Linked DNA regions of Mus musculus: regions 2, 3, 4, 5, 6 and 7 are each linked to region 1. Evidence: chromatin contacts called from public HiChIP or PLAC-seq and promoter capture Hi-C data. All regions are on one chromosome and are shown on one strand. The core of a region is the stretch at or near the end of the contact, and the rest is flanking DNA. Distances in the headings are between cores, read along the strand shown.

Region 1 (4,004 bases), core at 279-2,778:
GGTGGGGGATGTCTCCAGTGCGCCCCGCACCTCCGCGGTCGGGTCCCGGGGAAACCTTGGCGGCCGAGGGTCGGGAGAGTGGGTGCGCGTGTGGGTGGAGGAGTCGCCCGACCCCCTCGCAGGAGGTCTGGAGTGTCAAATGGAGAGGGACCTTGGAAGCGAACCCCTCGCTCCAACAACTAAGCTAACTTTCACGCCTGCTCTGCCATTTCACTTAAGTTCCCAAACGAGCCCTGCCCGGGTCTCTCTAGAAGTCCCTCGCCTGCACCTGGTCCAAATTTGGCTCTGGGTCTCCGGGAAGCCCCCGCCACACCTGCCATTTCTCGCCCCGCTCTCTCCGTGCGCCCATCATTTCCGGGCCCCGAACACCCACACTGCCGACCCTCCGCCGGCCCCAACACATCCCCACCCCACCCCCCAGGGCCGCCCAGAGGCCGTTCACCTTCCAGCCCGCCGAGCTGTTGCTGTCGCCCTTATCCTTGAAGTAGGGCACGCTCTTCACCATCCACTCGTAGATCTGCGACAGGGTGAGCCTCTTCTCGGCTGAGCTCTCGATGGCCTTGGTGATGAGGTCGGCGTACGACAGGTTGCCCCACGCGTTGCGGCGCGACGAGCTGGTCTTGCGCGGCTGTCCCGCGAGTGGCCCCGCGGCGGCGGCAGCGGAGGGAGGCACGGGTGGGGGCTGCGACAGCGGCCCGGTCGGTGGGGGCTGTGGCGGCGCTGGGTGCACGCAGCCCGCCTCGGGGCCCTGGAAGTCCCCGCACAGGCCCCTGCTGGCCGCAGCCGCCGCCGCCACGGCCACGCAGCCTGGCGCCCGCGCGAAGTCCTCACTCTCCTCCAGCAGGCTCAGGTTGCTCATAAAGTCGGTGCTGACAGCGGACGCCGAGGCCAGGCTCGCCGCGGCGTCGGGGTTGGCGGCCGCGCCGCCCGACGGCGCCGGACTGGAGGTGGTCGAGTTGGACTGGTTAAACTCCGGCCTGGGCAGCGGCCAGGTACAGGAGCGCTGCCGGGGCAGCGGCTCGAAGTCCGGGTCGGTCTCCACCACCTGGGGCGCTTCGGCCATGGTGCCCCCGCCCCTCCCCCACCAGCAGAGAAGTACCGGGAGACGCGGCCACCGGGGGCGCGGAGCGGGCGACCCGAGTGTCGCTCCGAGATTGGGGGGCCGCGGACGGCGGACGCACGCCGGAGTCAGGCGCGGCGGGGCGCAGCGGACGGACGCGCCCAGAACTTAACTTCGCTGGGTCACCGGTGTCTAAGGAGCCTCCGAGTTCGTGCCTAGGACGGGGCACCGACCAGGCCGCGGAGCCCGGCAGCTCGGGCACCGCGCTCCCGCTGACAAGGGCCGCGGACGCCAAGGCAGACGGGCGGACGCTGCGGGCCGCTCTAGCTCTCCGCGGCCGCGCGACAGCGGCGCTGCTGCCTGTTGAATGTGGCGGCGGCGGGGACTGAAGCGACTCCGCAGACTCCCGTCTTACGGGATCTGCAGCGGGCTCCCCGCCCGCGGCGGCGCGCGCGCCGCCCCGCCCCTGACTGACAGGCTGCGCGGCCAATGGACGCGCGAAGTCTCCGCCGAAGCAGCCAATGAACGCGGGCCTGGGCGGGCGCTGCCTTCCCTCGGGAGGCGGCAGTAGGTTGGTGGGGGGCGGTGGGGTATTTTTCTTTCTCACACACTTTTTTTTTTTTTTCCAATCTCCGTTATTATTTTCTGTAATTCTCAAGTGTTTCTGAGTCTCTGGCGTCTCAGCGATCGGATTGCTAGGAGGCAAACCGGCGTGGAGGCGGCTACCATACTTTTGTTTACTACAGAGTGCAATCGAGTACTCCAGGCAGAGCCCAGACCCTGACTCCCGGGATGGCGCGGGGCCGCTGCGCGCTCCCGGACGCGACGTGGGCGGTGGGGCGCCTCGTGGATTCCACTCAAGCCCGCTCCGCCCACGCGTCTTCGCGCAGCTCTCGGGAAGTCGGTGGGGTTTGTTTTGGAGGAATGTTTTCTTAAGCTGGCATCTGCCCTGGCCGCCCCAGGCGCGCAGATCCTTCGGTGAAGACCCGTCGCTCTGCGGCTCCGGAGTAACCGCTTCCCACCCTACCTGTGCACACCTGCAAGACGAGCCTCTGCGGCTCGGTCCAGCCCCCAGCCTCCACTCATCCTGAACCCCAGAGAGGTGCGGCGCGGGGAGAACACTGTTGCACAAGCACCTAGCTCCAGTAGCGCCTCAGATCCGACGTCTTCTATGGGAACCGCTTTTCTGCCACGGGAATCTCACTTTTTCCTGAGGACCGGTGTGGTGGCTAAAGAGTCAGAGGAGCGCTTAGAGACAACTTTGTCACTTTATTACCCCTAATTAAGTTTAACTGCTTGCTTATTTCTTTTTTATTTAGCATGGAAGCGATGAGGTGTTGAAGTCGCAAAAGGAGATAAGCCCCAAGTGTTGGGGCACAGCTCCGCCCCTCAGTTCTTTAAACTCACAGAGTGAGCTCCCAGACCCGCGTATCTAACACACGTCCGGCGGAGCCAAAGGTAGAAAGACAGTGGTTCTTTTTGCCTTACAGAATAGAAGAAAATGTTCCCTCGCTTGATCCTCTGATTTGCTTTCTTTTTTAAAAAAAAAGAAATATGGGTGGCATTTTCTTTTATTGGCTAGGATGCTTTAGAATTGAAGATGCATATTAGGGCTTTAAATATGTCCAAAAACGCAGCTCCAAATGTCTTGTTGCGGTTGTACTTCGCTCTTCTTTCTTACGTGGAGTTTTTCTATGTAAAATGAGACTCCAAAAGAAAACCAGCCTTCTTACTCCTTCCACTTTGTCTCTAACGTCTCGCTAATCCAGGCCCCTATTCCCCTATTCATAATCCCTTTTTCTGAAACGGCTGCCTACTGATAAAAGTTTTGAGTGGCGATCCTGAACCAGAGGTGCCGAGGACAGTTTGGTTAACTGTCTCTTCACCTTGACTACAAAATTTGGCTTTGACAACCGCTGGGAGACTCGAGTAAATGGATGAGCCTAAGCAGGACCACAAAGAACAACCCTCTGGTGCTCCTTTGTAATCACACTCTGCCGAGGTGGGCCCACAGTCAGACAGCCGCACCCTACAAATAGGCGGAGCACTAGAGGACCATTCTTGGCGATGAAATCCAGCTGTGAATTTGGCCTTCGCCTCATTTCTGTTTCGGTTTCTCAGGGACTGTTGCGATGAGAGCATTTGGTTAAAGGAGTTTTCCTAAAGCTTTCCCCAGATCTTCAAATTCTCTAAGGCCACTGTCCCCAACTGTTTCTATAAGTGTCATAGTATAGGCTAGTGATACAGCCAAGGCTTAACAAGAGTGGGACCCTAAGCTCAATGCTAAGACCAAAAAAGAAAAGAGTCAGAGAATCTGCACAATCAATGCCCCCAATACAAAGGTTTGTATAACAGATGCACCTTAAACGGTTCATAGAGGTGATTATTCGTGGTGTGTGAAGTCAGTTTACTGAAGCGTGGGACGTCACTGAGCATCTTACTGGTTCCCTGCCTTTGCCTGGTACAAACTATTCTGTAAAGAACGACCATTCACACCCTTAACAAGTATGGAGACATGTGCAAAAATCGGAGTCTCTGGGAAAGCAGGCACGAAGTGCTTTGGGAATTTTGAAAGATACAGCCTTTGATAGAAGTTATGTCAGGTTAAACATTCTTTTCTGATAGCCCTATAAAAATGTTAAGGTTGGAAGTAAATGTGGAGGGTCTCTTTGGCCTCCTTTAATTGCTAGATAGTAAAACATGACACTTCTTGCTTCCCATCAATATTATCAATGCAGAAAGTATAAGCATCCTATAATACCAGTGTATCTATCAGTAGATGTCGTAGATGGTATGTCTTCTTCCTGCTAACCATGCATCGTGGTAATTCTAGTCATGTGAAGTCCACCAAGATGAGTGAAGTCTTCACTTACAAGATTAAGAAAACCGGACTAGGGACTTTGTCAGATGGTATCGTGTCTGCTGAGCATACACCGTGCCCTGG
Region 2 (4,008 bases), core at 433-2,932, 770 kb before region 1:
CCCAGGTAGTCCACCGCTCTTCAAGGCGTATGTAGCTACTTGCCGTAACAGAGTTTCAGTATTACCGCGATCAGCTTCTCATACTTTGGAGTGAAGATGGCTGGTGGCCCCTGGTAAAATGGAATAGGAAACAAGGAAAGCTAAGTATGTCTAGCATATTTACACGTCTCAAGAAGCTCCACGGTTTTCATTTAGGAAACTTCAAACTTCCTTCAACGCTTCAAAAGTGGGAAGAACTAATTCTCTCCATACGCATCTCTATACAAGTTTTGCCAAACTAGCTCAAAGCTTTTCCACGTCTTTATCTCCTGTAAAAATGCTCCCAAATTAACTCTGACAGCTATTTACTTAAAGAAACGAATGGCTTCTATTTGCCAAGCCAGTGAATTCATTTCACATACTCACATTAAAAGCAATGTAGCATTTTTTACTAGCAGGAGACATAATTCCGGATATTAAAATAAAATGGACCATACAGTAGTTTGTTTATTTGGCTTGCAAGTTCACACTTAGTTTCTAGCCACTCCTCGGCATCACTTGATGAGTGTGCCAACCAAGCAACATGATAGTGGGAACTTCATACAATTACAGAAGTACTGTAAATTTAACTAACAGTATTCACCACTCAGGTGTATACATTGGATATATAGTTACACACCCCCAGTTACTGTAAATTTAACTAACAGTATTCACCACTCGGGTGTATATATCGGGTGATATATAGTTACACACCCCCAGTACTCGATAACACTAAAAACGCCTTCTGTCTTAATTTTCCGGGGCAAATGTGTTCACGCCTCCTATTTTGACTCCTTGGCTTCAGTGCTTTCACCTGCTGGCCATTTCAGACCAAGCACTCACTCTTTTCCAATACCTAATGTCAAGTCAGCTATTCAAAAGGGTTCGATGAGGTGGGCTGGCTTGCACACCTGGCTACACTCTCCACAAAGAACACAGAAGAACACCCCCACCCCGTCGGGTTCCATCTGCAAACTGCTTCCAAACTCCAGTCTCCTACACTTTGCTCGCCCTCTGTTCTGGATTCTACCCAAAGGGGAGCTCCCTCTGGCTACGGTTTTTAAAATCGTGTCAGCTGTGAGCAGAGGCTGAAGTTGAGTTGGTCTGGGGGTTACCATTAAAGGTGGGGAGTGGGAAGAAAGGGACCTCTTTCTCAGCTGGAGTGAGTTACCCTAGTCCAGATGAACTTAAACCCACCATCCTCCCCCAAAACTGCTAGACGCACGCACCGCACCCTGGAGCACACAGGAACACACACAATGATCTCTGGATGCAAAGCGGCACGGGGAAGTTCTTGCAGCCGGCTCTGAGAAAGGGACGGATAAGGATGGAAAGGAAGGCAGCACCCCCCGGAGGCCGACAGGACCTCAGCTGAACTATGCCACTCGGAAAGACAGGAGGGACCCGGGCACGGGGCCCCGGGGCGCGCTACTTACCCGGTCGGGCGGCGGCCGCGGTCCCTCGCGAGTCCCGGGCGCAGCACAACTTGCTGTCTTTCCCTGGCGGGGACAGCGCGGCACCAAAGAAGACTGTCTTTCTTGCCTTTGCCACTATCCCGACGGAGATCGAGGCGAGTCTGGAGAGCTGGGGTGGAGGGTCAGGGGGACCCACCCGGAGAGCCCGCCGGCTGCGGCCGTGCGGCCCGGGAACACGGTGGATGCCGGCTCCAGCTTTGGCAGGCGAGGCACGCGCCGCCTCTTCCCCGCCCTCCCTTTGCCGCTGTCCCCTCCCCTCGGCCCCGCCGCGCAGTCCTGGACGCGCGAGAGTGGGGGCGGCAGACAGACTGAGAATCCAGGGAGAAAGTTGCTCGCCTTCCCCGCAGCTCCCCGGGGGCGCCGAGGCCACACCCGACCCCTGTTTGCTTTTCTGGGTCAAACCCTGGGGTCTGGGGCTGCAGTGTTCGCGCGGCCTTTATGAGGACCAGGATGGGAAGTAGCCTCAGAGATGGGGAGAGCGATGTCTATGAGCTTTAAGGGGCTCTTGAGAAGTGGTCACTTTGGAGGGCAGAGAGCATGACGGGTGTGGACATAGGAAAGAGAAGGCTGGGCACGCCATGCGAGGCTGCTGGATTCCGTGGGGGCAAAGCCAGAAAGAAAGAAGGCAGGCTACTCCCCTGCCAGCCTCTCCCAACAGCTGCAAACCTTTGGGAACTTCTTTCAAGACATTTCTCTTCCTCTTTTTCCTCTTCCTCTTTCCTGGGTTTCCCCCCACTCCCTTACCTCCCCTCTCACCCTCTCTCCTCTTTCTGCTACCCTCCTTTCTCCTCCCGTCCCCTTCCCTGCCTCTTACCCACTCCACTCCCCAACCCATGATCAGCTTTAACATCTATCTACACAACCTTTGAATTTCCTTTCTGAAATCTGCTCCTTTTGATTTCTTCTCAGGCCCTGCCCAGTTCTGACTTGCCATCAGCCTTTTTAACCCTTCGGAAGCCAGAGCCGTATTCTGTGGGTGACTGACTGACCTCTGGAGTCTCCACAGAGGACAGTTATTTTAGGAAGCTGCCATCTGGGACCAGCAACTTTTGAAGTACATACTTGCCTAGATGCAGTTTTTGTGATGTGCCTTTTTCAAAGCAGCTGGAAGTAATAACTGGGTAGGAATATATTTCATAATAAAATTTCGAGTGCACCATTGAATTGGGCGGCATCAGCTGGAGACAGGTTGTTTCAGGATTGTTTGAAAGGTTTTAAGTGATTGATTCCAAGCCTTTCCTTTGTAGGAATAGGATACAGGTAATGAGCCTCCCAGGAAAGCGATGTAATACACATTAAGTTTATCACAATAGTCTTGAGAAGAGGAAAGAATAGTTCCTGGGAGACATTTGGCAGAGTCTGGAGATATTTGGGGTAAGCATGACCCATAGACTGGGAAGGCCCTACTGGCAGCCAGTCCATAAAGCCAGGAGTCTGCTCTGTAACTACACAGGGCACACCCAGAATCATCTAGCTTGAAGTGTGAGTAGGGCCAAGGCTGGGAAGTCATGTTTCAAAATGTCACATGGTTTTTAGCTCACCCATGAACCTCAGGTTTAGAGATCTGGATTTGAAGTTTTCCTTTGTTAACGTACGTTTTTTAACTCTGCTTGTGCAAATCACCAGTTATTGAGCATGGTGGCCATATAATAACAGGTCTGACTTGTAGCTAAATACCACCGCCTGGCTATCACATATCTCATATCTATGTAATGTGGAGGTAGCAGATACCAGCCTAGACAAAATTATACAGTGGCAGCCAGACTCACCCACACACAAACACTCACTCACACACTACCCACCGGGTATCCAGTCTAGGACACTTTCTCAAGCTTAGAGGAGCTTGAGAAAGTGACATGGATTGCCAAGGAGGCGTCCGTTGCAAATTCTTTCATTACTGCGTGTCAGTACACTGGGTGTATGAATAGATGACTTCATCTAATTCTCAAAAAAAGGGAGAGAAAAGCCACGAAGGCAGTTATCATTTCACAGAGAAACAGCTGATTAACCTGTAAGCATATGATTAAAACACAGACTTCTAAAAAAAAGAAATCTCATTATTTGCATTCTATTAAGTAATGTAAACATTACCGGAGAGGTTTGGCTAATATGAAAAAGGAAGAAATGAAGAAGTCAAAAGCTTAGAATCCTATCAGAATGAAATATTCATCATGTGTGGAGTCCTTGTGGGCTGCACTTCCTGGGACTCGACATTCCAACTCAGACGAGTCTGTCCCCTCATTTGTAAAACAGAGCTTGAAACCAATTCCATTTAATGTTTCTGAACTGTCAGTGTGATGGCAATATGGGCACTCCTACCTCGGAGAAGGGAGGTAGGGGTCATCTAATCTGTGCAAGTGGGTGACTGCACAGATGAGGTGACAGGTCTGGATCCTTCCAGTGTCTCACTCAAGGCAGCTATAGAATCACAACTCATTTCTTTTTCATCCCACCATATAATTATCTTCTCAAGCTATAAAATCTTCTGAATTACCCTCCAGATTCTGGCATGTAT
Region 3 (3,735 bases), core at 47-2,546, 620 kb before region 1:
ACACACACACATATAACAGCAAGGGAAATACCCAGTCAACAACAAAAATATCTTCAAAGCAGAAGGAATGTTCTGTAGACTTCTATCTACTTTGTCTTCCTTTCCAGTCTTGGTTTTGAGCGGCAGCAACCTGGTTCCTTATTCTCATCTTTGAACCAGAAAACAAATCAGACTTTACCTGAAAATTATTGTATATATCTATTCTATTGTACCTTGGAGTACTTACGGGGAGAGGCACGGATAAAAGATTTGCTGTTTTCTATCTTGTGTGACTCAGAGAGGTGGAGAACATCACCATGGGTACTTACCCTCAAACCTATCAGCGAACAATAAATCCACAGATGCTAGGGGTAAGATTCTCCCTAGAGACATTAAATAAACCACCAGAAGCCAGTAGAGAGAGCTGCTATGAAACATCTTGAGAAATCAGAGCAGCTACTAGCAACTGTTTTTAGGGTGATCTGGAAGCTACGTGCCTGTCCTAATAAAAACATCAAGTTAGCAATTTTAGGCAAATCTTAGATTTCCACCCACGTCTGTGGATCAGACTTAGTGCAAACCAAAACAGGGGAACCTTCAGTATAGACTCAAAGAGGTGCCCCCACATACTCTGTGTGTGTGTACTTGTGTGTGTGCATGTATGTAGGTGTACTCTCTTGTTTGTATGCATGAAATTGATAGAGGGAATCTGATCCCGGGTTCTCATGTTTGCCCAGCAAGAACCTTACCCGCTGAGCTGTCTCCCTGCTCCTGTATTCAAGGAATTTTGATCAAAATATTACCTGTACAAAACTTAAAAACAACAACAACAACAACAAAAACTAGACTTCAGTGAGCATACATGATAAGGAACACTTTGTAAAGATAGTATGAAAACAAATTCTCTAAACAAAAGAACTACTGTAATGTTCAACAATCAAACCAAGCACAATACACAGCAAATACTGAGGGAAGTGGAAAATATGACTTCTAGAATCATAACATTTTAATAATCAAATGATCAACGTTCAACAAGAAAAAAAATCACAAGATACAATGAGAATAAAATGTGCCCATACAGGAAACTATGACTCATTAAAGTGGACAAAAGAATCAACAGTAACTGTCCCTAAGAGATCCCAGACATCAGACTCTAAAGTAAATCTTTTAAATGTGCTCAAAGTGCTAAGATAAATATGGACAAAGAACTAGAGGAAATCAAGACTAAAAAAAATGCCATCAACAGCAGTAGCACCCTGAATGAAGGCCCAACAGTAACTCCAGGGCTAAGAGCTACAGTGACTAAGATCAGCAATGGCTGCGGTCCAGAAGCACACTAGAACTGGCCAAAGAACGAATCAGGGACATGGAAAACAAGATATTTAAATTAGAGTCTGAACAGTAAAAAGTGAAAAGAAAGCATAACACAAGTGGACTGAGTTTGAAGGACTTTCAAGACCTCATTGAGAAGAGCGACAGAAACATTATTGAAATGCCAAAAGGAAGGGGAGAGGGAAGATACCAAGGAGATTTAAAAAAACATACTATCCAAAATGTCTTCCCGTTAGTTTCATGAAAGACATGAATCAAGCAATCTTGGGAGAGTCTAAACACGGTAGAGTTGAAGAGGCTGACGTGAAGACATATTTCAATCTGCTAAAGGCCACACACACACACACACACACACACACACACACACACCAGCCAGATGACCTGTCAGTTTCTCAGCAGGAACTAGAAGGCAGGAGGCTGTGGGATGATCTGCCCAAAATTCTAAGCAGCAATGTCACCTGATAATTCTGTGCTTGGCGAAGCTATCTAAGTCAGGGTGTGTGGGAAAACTGCTAATTCAGGTTGAAGTCCACTGTGACTGGATAGCTTCTGGCCTCAGAGGTATATCGTAGACTCCATTAGTGGGGCTTCTCCTTCTCTGACCTTGTCTGAGAAATTCAAAATCCTCACACATATGACTCTACCTGAGGAATGTCCCGCAGTTTCAGTTAGACAACAGGACCAATTTCCTTTCTCCTGATAAAACCTGTTCAGCGAACACCTGAGCTTTCTGAAATGCTTGCCCATGCTAAGGAGACATTTTGGTGCCCTAAGTCATCATCCAATAACCTTAACCCATCCTGGATGTTCCTACCCTCAGTCCCCCAAAACTTTATAAGCCTCTAATCACCCTAAGTAAAGTTGATCTGCCTCCCGATAGCTGGTCCTGGTGTGGTCATTCGCTATACATACATAGTCACAGGACTTCCGAACTCCCAGGCCCTGGCCCTTGTGGACAGTACGTGCTGATGATCACAAGAACGGGGAAAGCCACAAGAGTGAAGTTGGGAAGTGCTGATCATACAAAAGCTGTAGGGTTTTTTTTACTTATTCCCAGTCTTGACTGACAGGCAATTGTAAAGGAAACCACTCCCCTACGGCACAGTAGCATATGCCTGTATTGTCAACACCCTGGAGGCTAAGGTGTGAGGTGTGCCATCTCATCTAACCCATCCTAGGACACACAGAGAGTTCAGGGTCAGCCCAAGCTACATTATGAGACTCTAATAAACAATAGAATTTAAAGGAAGTCTTTTAACCGGCGAGGGGACTGGGGGGAGAAACAGAAACCTGAAAGGGGACATGAAAATCTTTGTTAGTGGTAGATTCATGAACAAGCATGAAAGCCAATAGTTTGAAAAGCTGGTTTTAACTTTATTCTTCAGAGTTTTTTTAAAATATAAATTTTAGATGAAAGTATATAAAAAAAATTAGAAATATATTACTAAGTATATAATATATAAATATTAATATAAAATTAATAGCAAGGCAAGAGGGTAGAATTTTATGGAAATAGCTTTTGTATACTGAAGGTTAATTTGATATCAGTTAAAATTAAATTGTTATAGCCTTGGAAGAGTGTATGAAATTGACAATTGACATGGTCTCAATAAAGAAAATATCTCTAGAATAAACATAAAATTGTATAAGAACAATGTCACTATAAAAGCTCAACTAAATACAGAAGAAGGAAGTAGTGGAGGAAGTTAGAGAGCCAAAAATGTATATATGTGTATTTAAAAAATATATAGAAAGAAACAACAAAATAAAAATAATATAAGTAATTGCACTAATGTGGATGTCTTAAAGGTATACACCAGCAAAGTGGGTTTTCTTTTAAAGTTAGAACTATGAGCTGTTGACAGGACACTCACTTTAGACCTAAATATAAAACTGAGTTGAGGTTTGCGAAAATATTATATCTTTATGTTAATCAAGAGAATGACAATTGAGTAGTTACACAGAAGTATTAGACAAAATCAGTTTGAAAGGAAAAGCTGATACAAGAAACAAGACTATTATATACTGTAAAAGGGGTTGACTCATGAAGGATATATAGCAGGCATGCCTGAAGCAAATATTAACATCTTTGAGGAAAAACAATCAGGGATTCCAATAGGAAGAGATTTCAGCACCACTTAGTCAACGACTCAAACATCAAGACAAATGAGGGATTAGCATAGACTTGATGTAGATCATAGAAAATAATCTGGCAGAAATAAAGAATATTCCATCAAACCATAGCATAATACATATTTTTCTCCTTTATATATAGAACATTAAACAGAATAGTCACAAACAAATCTTAATAAGATTGAAATTATTAGAATTATATAGCTATAATTCTATATTGACCAAAGTGGAATAATCAACTAATAAATGGCAGAAGGACTCACAAGAAAAAAAATGTAAACATATAGAAAC
Region 4 (3,967 bases), core at 660-3,159, 660 kb before region 1:
TTACAATCGTAATAGAAAGTAGTTTCTCTCTCTCTCTCTCTCTCTCTCTCTCTCTCTCTCTCTCTCTCTCCCTCCCTCCCTCCCCCCACCCTCCCCCTCTCTCCCTTCCTTCCTTCCTTCCTTCCTTCCTTCCTTGCTTTCTTTCAGATTTATTTATCTATTATACACTGTAGCTGTCTTCAGATGATCAAAGTCTCCGTCTCTGGAAAGGGTAAAAGGTTCCACTTCGGTCCCTCCGGTCCACTCTTCCTTCCCCTTCTCCTCCCTCCTGCTTCTTCACTCCCCTAGTCACTCTTTTTTACTTTTCTTTTTTCAGACTTCCTTCCCCCAAGTCCCCCAATTCAGCTTTCTTCCCATTTTTCCTGCTTTCTACCACTTTCTTTTCATTTTCCTTCTGACATATATTAAAATTTCCAAAATATCCCAGTGATAGTGTTGACCACAGAAGACAGATCCATTATATCTGTAAATCCCATTCTTACAATAGTTACAACTTTTATTATTTATTTTTATTTTATATGTATGTTTGTCTATATGTCTGTGTGCAGTACCCAGAAAGACCAGAAGAGGGAGCCGGTGCCCTGGGACTAGACAGCTCAGATGCTTCGGAGCTGCTATGTGGATGCTGGAAACCTATCCCGGATCAGCAAATGGCTGAGCATCTGTCCAAGTCCTGTTGTTTTAACAATTTGTAAAGACTACTAGGCAAATTTGTATTTATTGTGACTTCATAAAAGGACTCCATGGCCAAGGAATGACTCAAGAAGAAACAGTATAACTGAAAATCAGGTAGTAGCTAAAGTCCCAAGGCACAGACACTAAGTGTGGACATGCTGAATAATACCCAGACTCCCACACCAGGCCGCGGTTACTAAAGCACACAGAGGAGGTACAAACTCTGTTTTCAATTTTCTTCTGGAAAGTTACCGTGTTTTGGTTTTTCTCAAACTGGGTATACAAATAGGCTCTCCAGCTTTGAGACTTTTTTTTCCCTCCCATTAAAAGTCATCTTCCCATCATGGAAACTTAGAAACGTTGTTTTGCTACAAAATTTTAAACCTGAAATACTTCAAGTCTCAGGAAACTGCCTAATAGGCACCCAGAGAGTCCTGTCAATCAAACCCAGCAGATTTGTTGTATTGTCTCTGGTCTCTAATCCTGTTAAAAGAGTTGAATGGTTTATATAAATAGTTAGGGCCCTGCTGTAGACTCCCTTGCTGTTTTTCCTCCTTACTGCAGAATTCAAGGCCTTGTTGAATTCATTTTGTGGCTTCATGGTTGTTTTCTGTGGTTGCAATTATTGTACCCTTCTTTCACTAGAAACAAATGGATAAGATGTCCGACTACTGGCCTGTTTCAGATGCAAATGTGAAGAGTATCCCAGGTTACAGAGCGAATGCTCAGAAAAGAGATTCACGACAAAGGTAATTAATCAACCACGGTTACACTCCAAAAAGATTTCCTACATACAAAGTTTCTAGTTCTTTAATATGTGGTGGAAGATGGGGGGATGGGTTTCACCGGTCTGATTCTTCTAATTCTGACACAATTTCTCTCTCTCTCTCTCTCTCTCTCTCTCTCTCTCTCTCTCTCTCTCTCTCTCTCTGCAATATTATTCATGGGCAGCAGTGGTGTGTGTGTGTGTGTAGGGGGTGGTGCTGTATGCACCAGGGTGCTTTTGGAGACTACAACTTTCAGGAACCTGTAGGTCCTGAGGGTTGATCCTGAATTGTCAGGCTTGGATGCAGGTGGCTTTACCAGCTGAGTCATCTTGCTGGCCCCATGATGTTTTTGTTAAATCACAGAATCAATGGGAACTGGGAATGAGAGCTCTGGCTCCCCAGATGTGGCTACTTGTAGAACCCAGCAGCCCCAGGTCTCTTGTAAGCATTGGAAGCTGTGAAAGAAAGACTTTCTTTATTCTGAGAGGGAACAGAAACTAATGCTAAAGAACAGAAGACAAAATGGGGAACTTCGCTGTTGAAGACGGAAATAATATCTACTTATTACTTCAATAAGATTATATACTGCATATATCACCCAAACAGAAAGAGAAACTAAAAGCTATAAATACATATTGATGCAGTTTTAGACTCTTGAGTATTAGTGGTCTTTCAGTTTTTAACAAATGTCCTAGTGGCCATGGGCTTTAGAACGGTGAATTAAAATAAGATAAAAGTGTGATCTCAAAATTGAGATGACATCACCCATGAATAAATTTCCTAGTTATTTCACCTTTGCTGCCTTGTTTCCTAGCGTGGGTAGCCTTTAAGATGCTACTCTAGGATGCGTCAGCATGCATCTGGCAGGTGGTTGCAAGCATGACCCACCTGGGAAGAGGGAACCTCAACACGGAATTGCCCCCATCAGATTGGCCTATGGACTGTCTGAGCGGGTGTGGTTTGTGATTTCTCATTAATGTAGGAGGGTCTAGACCACTGTGGGTTGTCCCGTGCAGTATAAAACACACGGGACGCAAGCCACCATGCAGAGCTCCTCCATGCTGCCTCGCTTCCTCTCCCGGGTTCCTTTCTTGAGTTCCCTCCCTGGTTTCCCTTGACGATGGGATAACTATGGGCCAAATAAACCCCTTGATCCCCCAAGTTGTTTTTGGTGAGTTTCATCCCAGCAATGGTAAAACTAACTAGGACAACACGTACACTGTGAGTGCATAGTTACTTTTTTTTTTTAAGATTTTTTAAATTTTTATTTATTTTATGTATATGAGTACACCATTGCTCTCTTCAAACACACAAGAAGAGGACATCAGACCCCATTGCAGATGTTTGTGAGCCACCATGTGGTTGCTGGGAATTGAACTCAGGACCTCTAGAAGAGCAGTCAGTGCTCTCAAGTGCTGAGCCATCTCTCCAGCCCCAGAGTTACTTTCTTTCTTTATTATTTATTGATTTTGCTAGGACTCTGCCAGGAAGAGTTTGTTTGAAACATAGTAACTCAAGATCTGATTGAAGAATTTTATTCTCCCTAATAGGATACCAAGTTATACTGGTAACGATTTGCCTCTTAAGAATTATAGTCTGTGACTCATTTTTTTAAATCTAGAACGGGGCCGAAAGTCAGATTATGTGCATCTAGCATAGATCTGCTTCTGAGCTTCATAGCTGAAATAAGGTAGACCAGGTTAAAGTTGAGAATTGTTTTAAAGACACACGCACAGGCAATGTTCTCAGAAACTCCCACTCAGACTTGCCCTTTAACAGGTTGTTATACATGACAACAAGGAGCACTACCGGGCTTTGTATGTATTGGTTGCCCAAAGGACAGAGGTATAAAGTGAGCTGTTACCGTAACAACAGTTAATAGGTCAGAGTCTCACGCGTACACTTGGCTTTGCCTCTGTTGATTTATTACACCAATCCCATTTCTTGGATATTGCCATTCACATTCTACTGACGAGAAAGTTGAGGATTGGAGAGATTAAGCAATTTTCCCAGGAGCAACCAGCTAGTGAAAAGTCTGAACTCGAATCGACTCCCGTTTCCTGAGTTCAGAGCTTGTACATCAAACCATCACATGTTTTGGGGCTATTGGCTATGGAAGCACTCTCTTGAGTGCTTCATTTCTGTGAGACAAAATATGCTGACAAAGTAATTTAGTGTGTGGGGGGGGAGCGTTTGTTTTAGCTAACAATTCCAGGAATACTTAATGTTCAGAAATGCAAATACCTTTTATTGAGGTTGTTACAATGAGAGGCATTTTTATTTGAACACTTACTCAAGTTGAAACATCACAAACGCAGCGTTAGATCATTGAGGGAAAGGGACCCCCAAGTCAGTTACAAGATGGGACTGTAATACAAGCGTTTTAAAATTAAAACATTAGTATTTGAGGATTTGTGATTAAGAGTCTGTTTAGAGCATCCCCCCAAACAATGGACAGGTAGGCATTAAAAGCTTCACTTTAGGCAATGGGTTTTTATCTTCTCTTCTTCATTGCTCCACTGTTA
Region 5 (3,621 bases), core at 208-2,707, 610 kb after region 1:
TACACAGATCTTGGTGGGTCTGTCTTAAAAGCCTGAATGAATTAGGTGTCCTAATTCTGTGAACAACAAACTTCTGTTGAAGTGGCTGGCTAAACAGTATCTCTCTGTCTCTTTGTCTCCGTGTCTCTCTCTCTCTCTCTCTCTCTCTCTCCCTCTCTCTCTCTGCGATCCACCCCCAACAATTAAACTTTTTTTTTCTGCCACAAACATCATTTTTCTGGTCTCTTCTCTTCCTGTTCTCGTCTTCCATCACCATCGAACTGCCTCATGCCTGGTCCCAGCACACAGTGTCCTCAGCATGAGTCAACACACAAAAGGCTCTCTGTGGGGATAGAGTCTCTGTGGGAAGGGACATGTAGCCCTTGTCCCTGTTGCCCCCCCTTGTAACTGCAAGACCAAGGTACACTGTTTGCTTAGACCCAAATTCTCCAGGGGTTGGTAGCAAATTCCTGCTCTAGTCCACAAAAGCACAGTTTCCCTTATCCACAAAGCAGACTGGCTAGGCTAGCCACTGCGCGAGTGCGGAGACCCTGCTCTCCCACTAAACAGAGCAGTCATTTCCTCCCGGCGGTGTGCAGCCTGCACTATCCCCAGCTCTCAACCCAGGTATCTGGAAGATGCACCCCAGAAAGAATAAACAGGCATTCTTGGTAAGCAACTGTTCACTAAGCATGGAAGGAAGGTAGCATGAGTTGAGGAACTTCGCTCCTGGGCAGACAGAGTCTCCATTTATCCAGGCCGAGGTGGATGTGAAGTCATCCTAGTGGAGATATCTTGTAATATTTAGAATTCATTATGTAATCTAAACTGCATATTTCTGCAGAACTTTACCCTGGTGATCAAATCTGCCATGGGCAATTTTTCTTAAAGACAAAACAAAACGAAACAAAAATGCTTTAAATGTTTACAACCAACTTTAGAGACAGGAATAGTTTCCTGGTGAACATGCCTAACGGCTGTCTGTGCTCTCCATTTTTATGTGCTCACGGCCCTGCCTGAGACTCCTGGGGCTCCCGGCACTGAGATATGAACTGTCACCATAAATGATAGAGTCACTGGGCTCAGAGGCCCACAACATCCCAGAGAGAACATCCTCAAATTCTACCCATCTCGGGGAAGGAGTGGGCAAGCCACTCTGAGCAACTGTCTGCTGGGCACCCAGAACTACCAACAAAATGCAGGCATGAAACCTAAACACTGAAGCAATCTCTCTCTCTCTCTCTCTCTCTCTCTCTCTCTCTCTCTCTCTCTCTCACACACACACACACACACACACACACGTGTGCACACACATACACCCGTGCACACACACAGCTCCAGTGTTCTTACTTTGCTGACAGGCAGAGAGAAGAGAGACTGCAGCCAGCAGGCTTGAATCCCCGGCCATCTTTCTTTCACTCTCTGATCTCTTTCACAGAACTGTTTGTAGGAAGTCAGATGAAGAGCATAGGTGCTTTAGGACCCTGAGGGGCTGGTCTTCTCCTTTATAAAGGCAACAGAGTTGAGTCAACAGGATTGGGAAAGAAAAAAAAAGCAGGATTCAAGGTTGAGTAACAACCTTTGCACTGGAAGAGAAAACCACAGAAGCAGGCAAGGCTGGGCTGCTGGCACAGAACCATATCTGTTTCTTTCTGAACACACCCCAGACACACACCCTACACAGACACACACCCTACACAGACACACACCTTACACACACTTCCTACACAGACTCACACCCTACACAGACACACACCCTACACAGACATACAGATACACAAACACACCAGCTCGCCCTGCGGTGAGCCTTCCAGCCTCAGAGCCTGGGCTACTCTATTTTCTCTGCCTCTTCACCAGCTCTTTGGCCCTTCACTCTGCCCAAAACCTTTCTGAGATCTCTCTAATTCCTAGTGTGAAGTTCTTATGCTAATTTCATATCTATGCTAAGATGACTTGATTCACCTAGTAAATTGAAGATCTAGGATTAAGTGTTCTTGTGTACACACACACACACACACACACACACACACACACACACAAAGACTCCAGATTGACCCTCTTGAGCTGCCTACTGAGTTACTGTCTTTTTTTTTTTTTACCAAATACACACACACACCCCGATCTCTCCCAATTCCTCAACTCCAGCTCCTAAGAGACAAATTAAAAATAAATAAAAGCCTGAAGCCTACGCACCTGCTCTGCCTTATTAGTCATTTTTTGACGCTCTCTTTCACTGGGGACGTGGGGCCTCTGGTCCTCGAGCATCTGTAGTTCCTGCTCTAGGGTCCTGAGGTGTTTAACCACATCTACAGGGTGGAGCAAAGTTCAATGCAAAGGGTCTGAGAGACACCATCTGCCCTGGGGGGCTGGGCCCGAGCCTGGTGATGATGCATAGCTGTCTGGGTGGAGAAGATCATGTTTGCCCAGGAGGCCATGCCTGTCCATGCTAGATTCCTCAGGTGGCTTAAAGATGCCCTTGACCTTGTACCAACAGGGTACTAAGGCTCCCCAGTGTCAATCTTGTCATGCCCCTGTCCCCAACTCACCAGAAACCTTTTGCATCTCTTTTGAGGCAGATTAATCCTGCCATAAATAGGTACTACCTCTAGAAAGGTAGAAGATCACAGCTGGTTGTCTCCTCAGGGCTTCACTCAGGGACATTACTGACCTTCTGCAGAGACAAAATTTGTATGTGATCCTACCATGAGAATATTGCTGTGGAAGCAACAAAAGCCTACAAAACTAGGCTTTGTTTTATTTTTTAAATATATATTGTTGTATGTATATTATCTGAACCAACAGATATAACAGTGAGGCACTGAGTGGAAGGACCAGGGATAAGAAAGACCAAAGCTGGGCCAGGGAGGTCTGTACCGGCTGGTCACTTATGCCAAGCCAGTTTATTAAGAATCATGGCATGATAAAAGCCTGTCTTCAGGGAGAGTAATGGCCAAGGCCAGCAGAGAGCTAAGTCAGACAATGTCAGCAAAGAGAACACAGACTACCTCAGACACGGTTGTTTTAGGACTGCTAACCATAGCCCAGAGTGGAGTCAGGTCCCAGAAGCCACCACCTTGACTCCTTCAGAGCACTGGCTCCGGGATGAGGCAGGCTTTGCCATTCTGAACAAGGACACAGAACTAATGTTCCTTTCGTCCTTTTCATCCGGACCTTGAAGTCTTGGATTAGTCTACTTTGTGTGTGTGTGTATTTGCACACATGCATGTGTGTGGTATGTGTACACATATATGTGTGTACAGGTATGTGTGTGTACAGGTATATGTGTGTACAGGTATGTGTGGACAAGTGTGTGTACAGGCATGTATGTATATACATATGTGTATATGTATGTGCATATATGTGTGTGTGCAGGTATGTGTGTGTACATGTATGTGAATATATACAGGTATGGGTGTGGTGTGTATACATGTATATGTATGTACAAGTATGTGTGTGTGCAGGTATGTGTGTATATAAGTATGTATGTGTATACAGGTGTGTGTATAGGTATATGTGTGTTTTGGTTATATATTACAGGTATGTGTGTGTACAGGTGTGTGTGCAGGTATGTGTGTGTTCAGGTGTATGTGTGTACAGGTATGCATATGTGTACATGTATGTGTGTATAGGTATGTATGTATA
Region 6 (3,558 bases), core at 842-3,341, 750 kb after region 1:
TTTGAAATCAGTGTCACGAAGGCAGACATGCTGATATCGATAGGTACAAATCAGATCTCTAGCTAAGGCTTCTCGTCACAGCGGATTTCAAAGCATTTAGCTGCTTCCAAGAGTTCACACCTGCGCGGTTAATCCCGCTAGCGTCTCAGCCTCCTCAAGCCATATGTAATCACAATTGCAGAAGTACAGAGAAAACCCCATTATTTTACTTTAGCACATTAGATCTGTAATGTAACTGGGTCGCTCTGAATGAATGCCGAGTTTGGGGAACACTCCCCTCCCCCAAGGTGTCCATCACCGAGAAGGCCTGGGAACAACAGTTGCTGAAGCCGGTAGCTGTCCACAGTGCTACCTGTGGCCTGTGTCGGTTTAGGCTTAAAAGCTAAAGCTTTCCAAGCTGCAATAAAGGGCTCTGGGAAAGGGGAGAGATGCTTGGGAGTAGGTGGAAATGGAGAGAGGAGACAGGTAGAGAGCGGTTTGATATTCTGTGGTCAGTTGCATCTTGGTCTTCACAACTTTCAGGAGTGCTTTATCTGGGGCTGCGACACAGCTTTTCCATCAAGAGCCCCAGGTGGAGAACTCAGCCCTCAGTTGTGATAGCCACCCCTGGGCTCTTTCACAAGCTTCCTGACATACCTACCGTCAGGCTCTGCACCCAGGTGACGATGCTGCCCGGGAGTGCTAGTCACATCCCTGTTTGAAAGCTTAAGGAGCGAGTTCCCTCGGGAGAAACGTCCTCTGGACTTTCGAGGAGCCTCCTGCAAAGAGGACTGAATAGTTTTCAGACTGCAAGTCAGCAGGATAGGATGGCTTCTATTCTGTAGAAAGACACCATTCAGTAAACTCTGACAGGAGGCTGAGTCTGTGGGTTCAGATTCTGAGAGGAGCTTTTCTGTAAATGTGCCCAAAGAGAGTTGGCTGCTTTGGGGAGAACAATGGCTGAACTTCAGTGACCAGATGAGAAGGAGGACGGAGGACGAGAGAACAGGTTCCACCTCCAATCGCCCAGGCTCACAGGATTTCACACCTGGGGATGGAACCTTAGCCTCAGTTGCTGTAGGGGCTCAACCTCTATCCTAAAGGGCTACTCTAGCAATCTCATCCAAATGGGACTCAAAAACAATTTGGGGGGGCTTAAGGGCCAGCAAAAAACGTTTAGCAGGTAAAGGTGCTGTTGGCAAGCCGATGGCCTGAGTTAAGCCTTAGGACATATATAGTAGGAGAGAAACAACTCCTGAAGGCTAGCCTCTGACCACACCCAGCATGGCACGCACCCGCCCCTCCACACACACACACACACACACACATGTGGCTGGGAAACCGATCTACTTTTCCCATCCCACAGTGGAGGAAGACACACTGGACTTCAAACCCAGCAGCAATGTGTCGGTGACCCTTAGACACAGGAAGCAGACCCTCAGAGCCGAGCCTCCCTGTCTCCCCTCGCCCTGGGTTCCTGGTGCCTTTCAGCTCCTTTTCTTCTGCTGTGTGAGAAGCCTGGGTGTGTGTGTGCAGAATGGCAGCCCAGCCGATTGCTCCACCTCTTTCCTTATGTCTTAAGTTCCTCTTCTCTCTTGCTGGACTCTGTGCCTTTCCCTGACTGTGACCCATTCCAGTCACTGCCCCTGCCTCCGCCTTCTCTATCCCTCTCCCTCCCTCTTCCTTTCCCTCCCTCTTCCTTTTACTCCCTCTTCCTCCCTCTTCTTCTCCCTCTCCCTCCCCTCCCCCTTCCCTTGCTTTCCCTTCCCCCTCCCTCCCCTTCCCCCTCCCCTTCTCTCTTCCTCTCTCCAAGTTACCAAGCATAGGTAACTTGCTTAGTCATAGGTTGCAACTGTTAAAGAGGCCAGAACCTCACTGTGGAGAAGAGAAGCAGACAGCATAGGCGCTGCATAGAGAATTAGCTGCTGAGGGAGGTTGGGGTTTGCTCCTTGCTTGAACCAAAACAGAAAAGCCTCCGAATGTGCCTTCTACTGTAGAAGGACATAGGAAGCGGGCAAGTCTGGTCTTCTCTCAGGATCATAATCACAAACAGCCATGATTGAGATTCTGTGTGGTAGAGAAGAAAAAGAACTGTGCGCTGTCTTCCTGACAGCTGGCGCTTGTGGGCTTACCTGCCTGACGTCAGCACGGGTCTCGAGAGGCCTCATTCAGAGCTGTCTCAGTCCAACCCTGCATGACTTGACCCATCTTTAGCATCTTTCCTATGCTGAACTATTATTGCCTTGTGTTAGAGTTAGGAGTTAGGACTAGGAACTAATCCATGGAGCACGTCCCCCCTAACTGGGGCATACGCTGGAACTAACAGAAGCAAAAGAAAGAACTGAAATTAGGACACAAAAGAATGATAAGGTTACAGAGTAACAGGCGGAAGACTTGAGTTTCTTAGTACAGATTCTTATTTTAATCCTCTCAATCCCTGACCTCTCCAGCAACTAAAAAGGAAACCTTTTTTTTTTTTTTGTCAAGGCCTCTTTGAACCTGACTGGGACTAGAGTTCAGCCTCATTCCCCTTTGGGGTTCATCAGTCTTGAAAAACTGTTTCCTTATCACCAACCCTCACACACACACACACACCCACACACCAACAAGGCCATGTAATCATTTACAACATTTAATTGTGACAATTAAAGTTGCGTTGAGCAGCAAATACAGCTCAAAGTCCAACATCTGCCTAGCAGCTAGAGGCCCTGGCTTACGTCCCTAGTACTGGGAGTGGAAGGGTCAATTGTGAACACTGAAATAAAAGGTTGTCTTCGTGAGACAGTATGTGACACTTTTATTAATTTTACTTAATTGGTTTAAGAAAAAAAATCTAAATTTCTCACTGCAAAAATGCACTTCTACATTTTCCAAGAAGGTCAAGAGTTCTAGGCTTTGGTTATTCTCAAACAGCCACCTCAAATTCTGTCTTCAAAGTAGAGATTTAGAATCCAGACATCTTTTATTTTAGACAAACAAGCAAAACTATGTTGCAAGATGGAGAGTCGCAATGTTTCTTTGCTGCAGATCAAAGGTTCACAAATATCTTCAATTTCCAGGTACAGGGAGGTACCTTGATAGATTCCCGCCCTGAGGCTTGCATTGCTGCAGCGGGGCAGCGGGGCTTGGATTGCTTTCCCTTCTAAAATTTTAAGCTTTGGTGTCAGTGTTTTTTGGGTTTTAGTTTTGGAGGGTTGTTTTTGGTTTTGGTTTGGTTTTGCCGGGGTTGGGGAGGGGAGGGGAGGGGTGGTGATTTTTGTTTTCAAAAAGACTCAATTTTGTAAGTTTTATTTTGCCAAACATGTGCATACATATTCAAAGCAATGAAACTATTTCAAGCCATAAAGCCGCAGGGGTGGAGCCCTTTCCACAAATTTTAATGTGTTTGTATGTAAATAGCTGTTTGTATGAAATATTTTCATGGTAGAATGAATATATTTAAATGAAGTTGAATTATTCCAGTGCTATTTAAACACAGGACAAAAATTTTTGGTGAGAATTATCTGAGTCTATTGAGATATAATGCAGATCAATTTTCATTTTTAGAAATCAAAAAGCCTACAAACCGCTCTGACTGAT
Region 7 (3,565 bases), core at 326-2,825, 710 kb after region 1:
TACACCAAACAGGCTGGCCTTGAACTCGGAGATCTACCTGCCTCTGCCTCCCTAGTGCAGCGATTAATACCACCATGCCCTGTTTCTTTTACTTTTTTTTTTTTTCTGGCTGACATATATCAGCCAGTGGGGGTGCAGCTCATTTGGTGGAGAGCTTGCTTTTCTAGCATGGAAAAGTCTGGATTGTATCTCCAGTACTATAAATTCAGCATGCTGCCAAGGTTTGTAATTACGGGGCTGTGAAGATAGAGGCGGGATGATTAGCTCAAAATCGTCTTCCTGTATACAGTGAGTTAGAGGTGAGAGACCGGGCTACAGGAGATCCTGCCTTAAATAAAAAAGAAAAAGAAAATGAAAAAAAAAAGGCATTTAAGAAATTAAGGAGGGGGGGGACTCTCTCAGGCTTTGGAAGTGACTTGAAATCCTGCCTCATTTATTGTTCAGAAAACGAAAAGGAACAACTTTCTTTGGTTCCTGCCCCATCCTTCCCACCCGCCACGATGACTGTTCTTGGCAGAAGGCCAGACCAGCACCGGGTAATTCCACAGTACATTGGGTACATGCGCATGCATTTAACCCGCTATTTAAAGAGATCCTTTGCTGCCACCTGTAAGAGGACATAATGACACTCTTTAAGTGGCTGGGCTGGGAAGGGAGTTTTCTTCCCTCAAAGATGCCTGAGTCTGTGAAGTGGTTGGCACTTGGAGAAACTAAAGAAACATCTAGGGACATCACAAATACAGGACCGGAGGCGAGAGAAGGAGGAGCGCTAGACACAGGGTCCTGGCTCCGGCTCTCCGCTTGGTGGCTCCATCTTCAAGACAAGGAGAAGGAATCGGCCAAAGCTCGGGTGCGGCCTGATTACCAGCCTGCTGCCATTTGGGTTTGCTGAATTCCTGGATCTCTCTAGGGGCCTGGAGATGCGAAAGAAGATGGAGACTGGGGACTCCTGGGTAGGACGTTCAGTCGGGAGGAATCCAGGACGCAGGACGCCCCCTGGAGTCGAGGGAACTGGCTTGTGGAGGCAGCGCTGGGCAGTGGAAGGGGGACGGGGCACCTGCGCTCCTGGGCCCGCCGCACTTTGCAACTCTGGGCAGTAGCGAGCCGAGTGAAGTGGGGCTCGAGGGCAAGAGGAAGTAGAAGCTCAGGAACCAAAGGCTTCCTTAGTTCCGAGTGCGCTCCAGCTGTCCAGGAGTGAGATAGTGGTAGGAACACCCAGCATGACGCACTTCCAAGTCCCTGGTGGCACATCGTGGGGTATCAGGTGCTCTGAGCCCCTCACCCACCCCAGGCGGGTACCCTCGAGGCCCCCGGCGCTAGCGAACAGCCGGCGGCGACCTGGACCGCGTGGCTGGCGAACAGTGAACCAAGCCAAAAGGTAAACGCCGCCTGGTCTGCCCACTGCCTGGTCTTAAGAGGCGGCGCAGCTCCGGAGCACCTTGGGTTCTAAGGATCCTCACTTCTGGGAAAGGACAGGGAACTGTCAATCAACGAGGGAGGGAGCGCACCGGCGCCGGGTGATGTCAGCGGATCAGCTGCTCCATAACAAAGAGGGGGTATCACAGGAGAAAGTTGCAGTGGCGGCAGCACCCCAGAGCCTCCGGGACCGGGGACGAGAGGAGAGGGGGCGGCGGCTGCGGCTGCCGCGGCTGGCGGAGGAATTGAAAGGACTGTAGGGGGAGGCAGCGCGAGCCGCCCCGACTGCTCCTCCTCTTCCTCCCCCTCCTCCCCCTCCTCCAAACTCGCAGGGCTTAGCTCCAGCGCTCGCTCAGCCACCAGGAGCACCCAGAGGGACGGGAGCCGGCCGCACGGCCCCGGGCTGGGTAGGGTCTCAGCCGCCATGGATAGCGACGATGAGGTGGTGGAGGAAGCCGTGGAAGGTACAAGCTTTTCTCCAGGACTCTGGGGTGGGGACAGGCGCCTGGGGCGGAAAGCGCCAAAAGAGTGGCGGTCTGCGACGCGCGCCGGGCCGAGCCGAAGGCCGCCGCGGTCCCTAAGCGGATGGCGGGTCGCTCGGCTCAGGCGGGGGCTGCACTGCCTACGCCACGCCGCCGGGAGCGTGCGGGGCGCGGCGGGGCAGGGGCGGGGAATGGGGCCCCGCGGGGTCCGCCGCCCTGGGAAAGCTGGGCCCCTGCATCCCGCCTGGCCTCGGCAGCATCCTCCCTGGGAGTTGCGACGCTGCCTAGCACCTTGGCCTTAGTCCTTGCGGGGATGGAGGATGGGAGGGCAGTCCCTTGAGGCCCGCGATCTCCGCGGGGCAGCGTTGTTTCAGCCACCTCGACTTCCCCTCTCCGACCGCCTGCCCTTTTCCTGACTGAGTCGCTGCGTCCCATGGCCACCAGGGCCGGGTCTAGGTGGGTCTCCCATCGCAACGCACCCGGCCGCACACCAGGCACATGGCGGCCCTGGCCGCTCCTCCGGGGTAAAAAAAAAAAAAAAAAAAAAAAAAAAAAAAAAGATGAAATCATGGCTAGGTAGAGCACGCCGCTCCCCACCAGGCTACCCTGCCCCTGGGCGAACTCAGCCACCCGCCCTTCCCCCTCCCGGCTTCCCAGCGAGGTGCAGGCGCGCCGTGCGGACGCTCCAGCCGGGACCCAAATTGCTGGGTGACACTTAACTTTCTGAATTCCGAGCTGTCGGCTGCCGGTGATATCACCGCCTGGGTGTCAGGTTTCTCCGCCCCCTCTTGCGCACCCCTCCCCCGACTCCCGTCGCCACCGTGTTTTGCTGAGTTTCTCCGCCTCTTTTTTTTTTTTTTTTTTCTTTTTTGCCCCCCTACTTATAAAACGTCCGTGGCGACGTTATACAATCTCGTTGTTTGTGGCTTGAGAGGTTATGATTTTGTAACAACGAACACTGGAAAACACTCTTAAGCGTATTTATTATTTATCTTATTCTATCCCAGATAGTGTTCCCGTGATGTTTTTGCAAGATTGCGTAGTGTTGTTCCAGAATTTGTTAAACACAGCAACTGACTAATTTTAAGTCGGTGGTTGAATCTGGTTTTGATCTCATTTGTATAAACAGGTCTGACAAACGATAAAGAAAAAGTGGCTGTGCTTAACAAATGCATATGGATATGTACTTGTTAGTGCTACGTGGGGAGAAATCTCTTTGGTGTGTCCATAAATACAACTTTTGCAGACTGCTGAAGGCTTAGGGTGAGATGAAGCAGAATAATTTTTTGAATTTCCGGAAAGGCATCCATTCTAATTTACTTTGTAAAATGTATTTCTTCATTTTAGTTTTTGTTTTGTTTGTTTGTTTTTTTTTTAACAACTTTTAAGTACATAGTTTTGCTTGTAACTTTTGGAGAGACTAAAATGCGGATCCACAGAGCTTACATTTCTCTAAATAAACCCAGTGTTGGGATTAATGAGGCCCAGCTAGCATTGTTTGAGCCAATCATAGGAAGCCTTCTTTAACTTCCAAAGTTATTGACTTCTTGTAAATTTCTGCTATGACAGAAAAAGTGTTCTTAACAAAGTGCCACTGTCGCTCTCATTCTTCCTGGGGTTTTTTTGCCCTAAACAGTATTTTTTAGGTTTGTTTGTGTTGTTGTTGA

The links. Promoter capture Hi-C pulls out the DNA fragments that hold promoters and counts their contacts. HiChIP or PLAC-seq counts read pairs in DNA pulled down with a chosen protein or histone mark.
Region 2: a promoter capture Hi-C map of stem cell-derived epiblast-like cells shows a contact between it and region 1, with 6 times the contacts expected there. The contact joins the promoter of Lhfp here to the promoter of Foxo1 in region 1. A contact is called at or near these places in 6 of 39 promoter capture datasets (3T3-L1-derived adipocytes, cranial neural crest, embryonic stem cells and 3 more), 1 of 15 datasets of contacts at CTCF or cohesin (large pre-B cells), 16 of 115 datasets of contacts at active chromatin or transcription factors (T-cell acute lymphoblastic leukemia, craniofacial prominence, embryonic basal ganglia and 10 more) and 3 of 9 other capture datasets (adipose tissue, embryonic stem cells and liver).
Region 3: a contact with region 1 is called in an H3K27ac HiChIP or PLAC-seq map of heart atrium, with 12 times the contacts expected there. The contact joins the enhancer-like site here to the promoter of Foxo1 in region 1. A contact is called at or near these places in 17 of 39 promoter capture datasets (the 3T3-L1 cell line, 3T3-L1-derived adipocytes, the C10 cell line and 12 more), 4 of 15 datasets of contacts at CTCF or cohesin (the NIH/3T3 cell line, large pre-B cells, pro-B cells and 1 more), 9 of 484 Hi-C or Micro-C datasets (bone marrow-derived macrophages, cortical neurons, embryonic fibroblasts and 4 more), 29 of 115 datasets of contacts at active chromatin or transcription factors (the 230-238 cell line, CD8 T cells, the SCID.adh cell line and 19 more) and 2 of 9 other capture datasets (embryonic stem cells and liver).
Region 4: a contact with region 1 is called in an H3K4me3 HiChIP or PLAC-seq map of pro-B cells, with 11 times the contacts expected there. The contact joins the enhancer-like site here to the promoter of Foxo1 in region 1. A contact is called at or near these places in 24 of 39 promoter capture datasets (the 3T3-L1 cell line, 3T3-L1-derived adipocytes, the C10 cell line and 13 more), 8 of 15 datasets of contacts at CTCF or cohesin (the NIH/3T3 cell line, embryonic stem cells, large pre-B cells and 3 more), 126 of 484 Hi-C or Micro-C datasets (the 4T1 cell line, the 63-12 cell line, the AML12 cell line and 56 more), 46 of 115 datasets of contacts at active chromatin or transcription factors (the 230-238 cell line, CD8 T cells, the SCID.adh cell line and 28 more) and 3 of 9 other capture datasets (adipose tissue, embryonic stem cells and liver).
Region 5: a contact with region 1 is called in a FOXA1 HiChIP or PLAC-seq map of pancreatic cancer cells. The contact joins the promoter of Mgst2 here to the promoter of Foxo1 in region 1. A contact is called at or near these places in 3 of 39 promoter capture datasets (hippocampal neurons and liver), 9 of 115 datasets of contacts at active chromatin or transcription factors (embryonic basal ganglia, embryonic hindbrain, embryonic midbrain and 6 more) and 2 of 9 other capture datasets (adipose tissue and liver).
Region 6: a contact with region 1 is called in a promoter capture Hi-C map of hematopoietic stem and progenitor cells, with 5 times the contacts expected there. The contact joins the enhancer-like site here to the promoter of Foxo1 in region 1. A contact is called at or near these places in 5 of 39 promoter capture datasets (embryonic stem cells, hematopoietic stem and progenitor cells, hippocampal neurons and 1 more), 1 of 15 datasets of contacts at CTCF or cohesin (the NIH/3T3 cell line), 2 of 484 Hi-C or Micro-C datasets (primitive type A spermatogonia and ventral hippocampal neurons) and 2 of 115 datasets of contacts at active chromatin or transcription factors (bone marrow-derived macrophages and embryonic basal ganglia).
Region 7: a contact with region 1 is called in an HNF4G HiChIP or PLAC-seq map of pancreatic cancer cells. The contact joins the promoter of Setd7 here to the promoter of Foxo1 in region 1. A contact is called at or near these places in 8 of 39 promoter capture datasets (the HPC-7 cell line, embryonic stem cells, hematopoietic stem and progenitor cells and 4 more), 1 of 15 datasets of contacts at CTCF or cohesin (the NIH/3T3 cell line), 2 of 484 Hi-C or Micro-C datasets (CD4 T cells and embryonic stem cells), 16 of 115 datasets of contacts at active chromatin or transcription factors (the NIH/3T3 cell line, bone marrow-derived macrophages, cardiomyocytes and 12 more) and 3 of 9 other capture datasets (adipose tissue, embryonic stem cells and liver).

The regions. Positions count from the first base shown.
Region 1 is chr3:52,265,861-52,269,864 of GRCm38.p6, reverse strand. It overlaps Foxo1 (forkhead box O1), which reads right to left and starts at 1,528. Exons shown (of 3, transcript NM_019739.3): 1 at 443-1,528. The coding sequence starts at 1,063.
Region 2 is chr3:53,039,221-53,043,228 of GRCm38.p6, reverse strand. Lhfp (lipoma HMGIC fusion partner) reads right to left here and starts at 1,682. Exons shown (of 4, transcript NM_175386.3): 1 at 1,455-1,682; 2 at 1-110.
Region 3 is chr3:52,886,887-52,890,621 of GRCm38.p6, reverse strand. No RefSeq gene overlaps it. Among named protein-coding and RNA genes, the nearest start is that of Gm20750, 39 kb to the left of the region's middle. Within about 2 kb of position 1,296, at least 19 of the 459 cell types and tissues checked have an H3K27ac peak or open chromatin away from gene starts, as enhancers often do. A contact at or near this core is called in heart atrium, where this site is marked.
Region 4 is chr3:52,922,048-52,926,014 of GRCm38.p6, reverse strand. Gm20750 (predicted gene, 20750) reads left to right here. Exons shown (of 5, transcript NR_040555.1): 2 at 1,321-1,424. Among named protein-coding and RNA genes, the nearest start is that of Gm20750, 3.6 kb to the left of the region's middle. Within about 2 kb of position 1,909, at least 29 of the 459 cell types and tissues checked have an H3K27ac peak or open chromatin away from gene starts, as enhancers often do. A contact at or near this core is called in the 63-12 cell line, B cells, bone marrow-derived macrophages and 5 more, where this site is marked.
Region 5 is chr3:51,659,015-51,662,635 of GRCm38.p6, reverse strand. It overlaps Mgst2 (microsomal glutathione S-transferase 2), which reads right to left and starts at 1,457. Exons shown (of 5, transcript NM_174995.3): 1 at 1,330-1,457. The coding sequence starts at 1,387.
Region 6 is chr3:51,516,669-51,520,226 of GRCm38.p6, reverse strand. It overlaps Setd7 (SET domain containing (lysine methyltransferase) 7), which reads left to right. Exons shown (of 8, transcript NM_080793.5): 8 at 1-3,558. Among named protein-coding and RNA genes, the nearest start is that of Gm36008, 7.5 kb to the right of the region's middle. Within about 2 kb of position 2,091, at least 97 of the 459 cell types and tissues checked have an H3K27ac peak or open chromatin away from gene starts, as enhancers often do. A contact at or near this core is called in bone marrow-derived macrophages and hematopoietic stem and progenitor cells, where this site is marked.
Region 7 is chr3:51,558,833-51,562,397 of GRCm38.p6, reverse strand. Setd7 (SET domain containing (lysine methyltransferase) 7) reads left to right here and starts at 1,575. Exons shown (of 8, transcript NM_080793.5): 1 at 1,575-1,880. The coding sequence starts at 1,841. It overlaps 5031434O11Rik (RIKEN cDNA 5031434O11 gene), which reads right to left and starts at 2,413. Exons shown (of 5, transcript NR_160686.1): 1 at 2,190-2,413; 2 at 1,509-1,649.